2 separate regions of the Mus musculus genome follow, and region 1 is linked to region 2. Evidence: chromatin contacts called from public promoter capture Hi-C data. All regions are on one chromosome and are shown on one strand. The core of a region is the stretch at or near the end of the contact, and the rest is flanking DNA. Distances in the headings are between cores, read along the strand shown.

The links. Promoter capture Hi-C pulls out the DNA fragments that hold promoters and counts their contacts.
Region 1: a contact with region 2 is called in a promoter capture Hi-C map of hematopoietic stem and progenitor cells. A contact is called at or near these places in 8 of 39 promoter capture datasets (the 3T3-L1 cell line, the HPC-7 cell line, cranial neural crest and 4 more), 1 of 484 Hi-C or Micro-C datasets (cerebral cortex), 5 of 130 datasets of targeted methods (bone marrow-derived dendritic cells, epiblast stem cells, forebrain and 2 more) and 4 of 9 other capture datasets (adipose tissue, liver, macrophages and 1 more).

The regions. Positions count from the first base shown.
Region 1 is chr19:37,306,138-37,309,025 of GRCm38.p6, reverse strand. The region is part of intron 11 of Ide (insulin degrading enzyme); the gene reads left to right. Among named protein-coding and RNA genes, the nearest start is that of Ide, 27 kb to the left of the region's middle.
Region 2 is chr19:36,918,063-36,920,857 of GRCm38.p6, reverse strand. It overlaps Fgfbp3 (fibroblast growth factor binding protein 3), which reads left to right and starts at 1,259. Exons shown (of 2, transcript NM_028263.1): 1 at 1,259-1,286; 2 at 1,581-2,795. The coding sequence starts at 1,642. The coding sequence ends at 2,394.

The sequences.
Region 1 (2,888 bases), core at 31-2,530, 390 kb before region 2:
TCAGACTATGTTAAGTGCTAAGTATTAAATGCCTTATCAATATAAAAGTATTAAATGCCTTACTTTTTGTTTAAAAAAATACATTAAGGGTCAAAGTTTAGAAATCTTTCCCAGTGAAAATAAGTTATGAGATCGTACAGAAATTAAATCTGTTTTATGTATCCAATCACAACAAATTATAGTCTATCTTGTGTTCAATTTCTTTGTTTGTTTGTAAGATCTATTTTGATTCAATTAATTGTGTCTTTGAGTGCTGTGTGCCCCATGTGTGGGATGCCCTTAGAAATCAGAGGGAATTAGGTTTCTTGGAGCTGGCATTACAGGTGGTTGTTAGTCACCCAGTGTGGGTGCTGGGAGCTGAGTTTAAGTCTCCTGGAAGAATTCCAAGTGCCCTTAGCCACTGGGCCATCTCTCCAGCCCAAGTTCTGTATTTTGAAGGGGGGGTGTGTCCTCATTTTATAGCCTCACTGGCCTATAAATTGCTACGTAAATCAGACTGGCTTCAAAGCTTCATGGCTCCTCCCATCTCTCCCTCCTAAGACTCAGAATTACAGTCTTTTAAGACTCTCATGGTCCAGGCTGGCCATGAGGATAAGCCTGGACTCCTGTGTCTCCTGCCTTCATCTTCAGGCACTGAGATCACAGGTGTGCCCGCCACGCCTGCCTCTGTCTTGTACCAGTATTGTAAGTCCATGGTTGTTGTCTAATCCTCAGTTACTCAATGCTGATTGTAATCCGGAAAATCTTACTCAAAAACTAGTTGTTAAAGAAGCTAAGATATATGGCCTAGTTACTTATATGCCTACAGCTGCAGATAATTCACTTAAATACTAAAGAATAAAAAAGTCAGGAACTTTGCTTTTTTGAATAATAAAGTTGACAATTAAATACTAATATAGCTGAAGCTGCTCATTCCTAGATGGAGAAGAGGTAGAGTTTGCGTGAATCAGATGCTGTAACTGATATAGCAGGAGGTGTGGGCTATGAGGCCAAACTCCCGAACTCCACTGCAGTTCTGTATATTGCAACACAGAAAATGGGGAAGTTAAAATATTTATTAAAAACAACAAAACCATAAAATACTTAGGCATTTAACTAAAAGTGAACAAGACCTCCACACAGAAACTACAAGACATCTGGGTATGGTGGCAAGTTTGAGATCAGCCTGGGATATATAGTGAATTTGAGGTCTATTTGAGCATGGGCTATATATATAGCAGGACCCCACAGTGTATCAGCAAGTAAGCATGCCTGCCGTGCACGCCTGGCGACCTGATTTGAACCCTAGAACCCACATTGCGGTGACTCTCCAAAGTTTCTCTCAGACCTTCCATACATGCACAATGTAACATGTACCCACATACATGACATGTTTCAAACACACGCACACCCTTGAGAAATCATGATTTAAATAGTAATCTTTGCTGCTTAAAGTCAGTCATTTTGGGGAGTGCGTGTGCCGGAGCCCATGCTTACGTGTGATTAAATTGCTGTTTCTAAATTTGCTATCTTGTGCAATTAGACTTTAAGACTCTCTTTTTCTGCTTACTGTCACTTTAAAGAAAAGTGTTTTTCCTATAGAGGCTTAGATCTGTGATTGCTGTCACTGTAACTGGGGCCGCTCACTAAGGAAGTGCAGAACAGCCTGTGGTAATCTTGCCAGCTGCCAGGCAAGAACTGTGTTGCTTAAAGGTACATGTAGTTTTTTTGTTTTTGTTTTTGTTTTTGTTTTTTAAGACAAGGTGTCTGTATGTAGCCCTGGCTGTCCTGGAACTCACTCTGTAGACCAGACTGGCCTCGAACTCAGAAATCCACCTGCCTCCGACTCCCAAGTGCCGGGATTAAAGGCGTGCGCCACCACTGCCCTGCTCACATTTTACTTTTTAAATCCCACTGAGACAAGTTTAATATTGCAACCAGGGAAGGAAAGGCTCAGAGTGAAAAGACCGGGAGAGGTTATTTAACTCGGCCCATCAGTGTGCTACTGTTATGCTGTACAACCTAAGGAGTTTCCATCCAAGGAGGGAGCTCTTTAACTCTAAGGTAGAGATGTTTCTTTTCAGTGCTGATACTGTTTGCTGGTCTGTGGGTGCGCCTGTTCTAGTTTATCCTCAGAACTCACTTTCTTATGCCCGACCAGTCAGTGTCTTTATCAAACTCTGTCAAGGTGCAGCAAGAGTGTCTTTGCTGGGTCCCTAGTATAAGTCATAAATAATTATATTAATTTGCGACTTGTTATTCATGATGAATCCACTCAGAGCCTGTTTTCTGGCTTAGTGGTTAAAGTGCTTGCTAGAACCATGTAAGTGACAGATGGCCTTGGAGGCCCACTTGCAATTCCAGTCTTGGAAGGAAGAGATGGAATCTCTAGGCAATCTCACTAGGGAGACTAACAGTATTGGCGAGCTCTGGGTTTGCTTGAGAGAGCCTGCCTTAGTGAGTAGAGTGGAAAAGTATTGAGGACAATTTACAGCATCACCTAGGACTACCACATGCACACATCACCACCTCCCCCTACACACACATACACTTGACACATGAAAATGGAAAGAGAATTGGAGATTCTGACAGTGGGTGGGATTGAGCAGATGAGTGTGTTGATGGCAGCACTAGGCATTCGACTGTGAGGGCAGCATTCAGAGGCTCCAGTCAGCCTGGGGGAACCAATAGAGCGAGCCAATGCTGATGCAGACCTAGTTATTGATGTGGACTGTGAGACAGAAACAGAACCAACTGACTATGCTAACTCAGCCAAGCTAATTGTCTAGAATTCCTCAACCTAAAAGGTTCAAATGGGCTTTGTCCCAGTGCGGGGTTGGGTGTGCTGGTGGAAATGTAATGATTTCAGTTTGAATGGGTAAGAGGCAGGTAAGACAAGCTTACAGAAG
Region 2 (2,795 bases), core at 10-2,509:
ACTTGTCTTCTGACTTCCTCACGTATACTGTAGCATTTGAGCACACACACCAAGTAAACAATAAACAAATGTAAAATTCTCTTTTTATTTTATAAATGTTATATATATATATATATAAACCTTGGGCTGGCGAGATGGCTCAGCGAGTAAGAACTCTCTTCTGATGGTTCTGAGTTCAAATCCCAGCAACCACATGGTGGCTCACAACCACCCATAATGAGACCTGATGCCCTCTTCTGGCACATCTGAAGACAGCTACAGTGTACTTATATATAATAATAAATAAACCTTAAAAAAAAAACAAAACAAAAAAAATTTGCAGGTGGGTGGCGGTGGTGGCGCTTGCTTTTAATCCCAGCACTCGGGAGGCAGAGGCAGGCGGATTTCTGAGTTCGAGGCCAGCCTGATCTACAAAGTGAGTTCCAGGACAGCCAGGGCTACACAAAGAAACCCTGTCTCGAAAAACCAAAAACAAACAAACAAACAACAGCAAAATTAACCCAACCCAAATTCTATCCTCCTACAGAGGCATACAAAGAACAGATTACTACTTAAACATTACACCACTTGAATTTGTATTACTTTTCTACCACAAAGCAAATCATTCCTTTTAGGACCTTTGAGTTCTGAAAAAATATTTAGAACTAATCTATCATATCCCAAATAGTTAAAAACCAAAATGTCCCTACTTGGATGTACTGATGAAAATACAGAACTGAGTGACATGATAAATAGAAAGACTGAAAATAGTGGGGCCTTTGAGATGACTCAGTAGGCAAAGGCACTTGTCACCCCACCGGGCCCTACAAACTGAGTTGGATCTCTGGGGTACACACACACAGAAGAAATACATGCAATGCAAAACGAAAAAAACCAAAACAAAACAAAAAAAAACCTGCAAATAGCATCTGGTTCTGAATATTATTGTTTCATTTCATCTTTCTTAACTATATATAGACCAGATAAATATGTACAAGTTTCAAAAGGAAAGAAAGTTTTGTTAACATTTGTCTTATTTTCAGCGGTGAGAGCAAAATACAGCATTTTATATTTCATGTCACATGGCTGCTTCTATCACTTCCGCGTGCTTCTGCACGCGGGTGTATCTTCTGTGTGTGTTAGCAGTGGCCGAAACCTACTGAGAGAAGTCTGGGAGGGGCATGAAGGGGGAGGCCCCTTCTGTCCCATTGATAACAGGTTCATTCACAGCCGTTTAAAACAGACTAATCCCTTATGCAGTCATTCGCTCTACTCCAATAGGGCCCTTCCACCTCTTCTAGAATTCGGTAAGCTAAAAGTACATGTATCCGATTAATCTGAAATAATTTTGTAGACAGTTTGGTGACGGGTGGAGGGTGTGTGGTTGCGTGATCATTAAACTTCATTTTTCTATTTTAGTGAATGTTAAAAAACGATTCCTTAAACATTAAGTTGTTCCCTTAGGACAGACAGCTCTTTAAAGGGGCTTCTCCCTGCTAACTGAGAACACTGGTTTCGGGAAAGTCCGGTCAGGAGAGTTGGCAGGTTCCTGTGTCCAGGGAGAGGGCTGAGCGGGACTCATCCGTAGCCTTCATTCGCAGATCCTAGGATGCTCCTTGCCTCCTGTTGCCTGCGCTGAGGTCCCAGGAATCCCAGAGTGGCATGGCCAACGCGGGCATGAGTCCTCCGAGGCCGCGGGCGTCGCTCTCCCCGCTGACGCTGCTGTTGCTGCTGGGAGGCTGCCTCCTCTCGGCTGCCGGGAGGGACAAGGGGGCAGCAGGCAGGGAAGTGACCCGGGCCTCCCGACCCACGGTCGGCTCCTCCGGTCGCTTCGTGAGTCCAGAGCAGCACGCGTGCAGCTGGCAGCTCTTGGTACCCGCCCCGGGGACGCCGACTGGCGGAGAGCTGGCCTTGCGCTGCCAGACCCCGGGCGGGGCGAGTCTGCATTGCGCCTACCGCGGGCATCCGGAGCGCTGCGCGGCCACCGGCGCCCGGCGCGCGCACTACTGGAGACGGCTGCTGGGCGCGCTGCGCAGGAGACCACGGCCCTGCCTGGACCCCGCGCCGCTGCCGCCACGCCTGTGCGCCCGCAAGACGGCTGGCTCAGACCTGCACTCGCCCGCTCACCCCAGCCTACCCGCGCGTCCCAGCGAGCCGCCCCGGTCCAGGGCGCGGAGCCCGGCTCGGTCGCGACAGTCGGTGCGGTCCCCAAGCTCCCAGCCGGAAAAGAAGCCCTTGCTAGTGAAGTCCAACTCGGGCGGGAGGAAAGCGGGCTCAGACCCAGTTCCGGAGCCTCCTGCGGCGGCCGGATTCCAACCCAATGGGCTGGACCAGAATGCCGAGCTCACTGAGACCTACTGCACCGAGAAGTGGCATTCCCTTTGCAACTTCTTTGTCAACTTCTGGAATGGCTGAGGCTGCGGGCTGGCAAGGGGCACTAGGGGTAGGTGCTGAGAAGCAGAGGGTAGCGCAGCCGAGGCGGGAGATGTCCTTGGACAGGGAACCGGGATGGAGAATAAGCTAGTCGGCTAGTCGGGATTCCAAAATGGGTCAGGGGTCAGGGTAAGAAGAATCTGAAGCAGCTGGAGAGGGCTTTTGTTTTTTATTTTATGTTTATTTTTATTTTTTAAAGCATCTCAGCTCTGATTTAAGAGCAGAAGAAAAAGTGGAAACAAATAGATTTATATCAAGTATGGGAAAATTGTAGACTAGGGAGAGAAGCTGAGACTAGCAAGAATGAAGTGACTAAAGAGGTGAGAATCTTTCCTAGGAAGTGGGATACAATGTATATCAACACATTTTCATTAAATGTAACT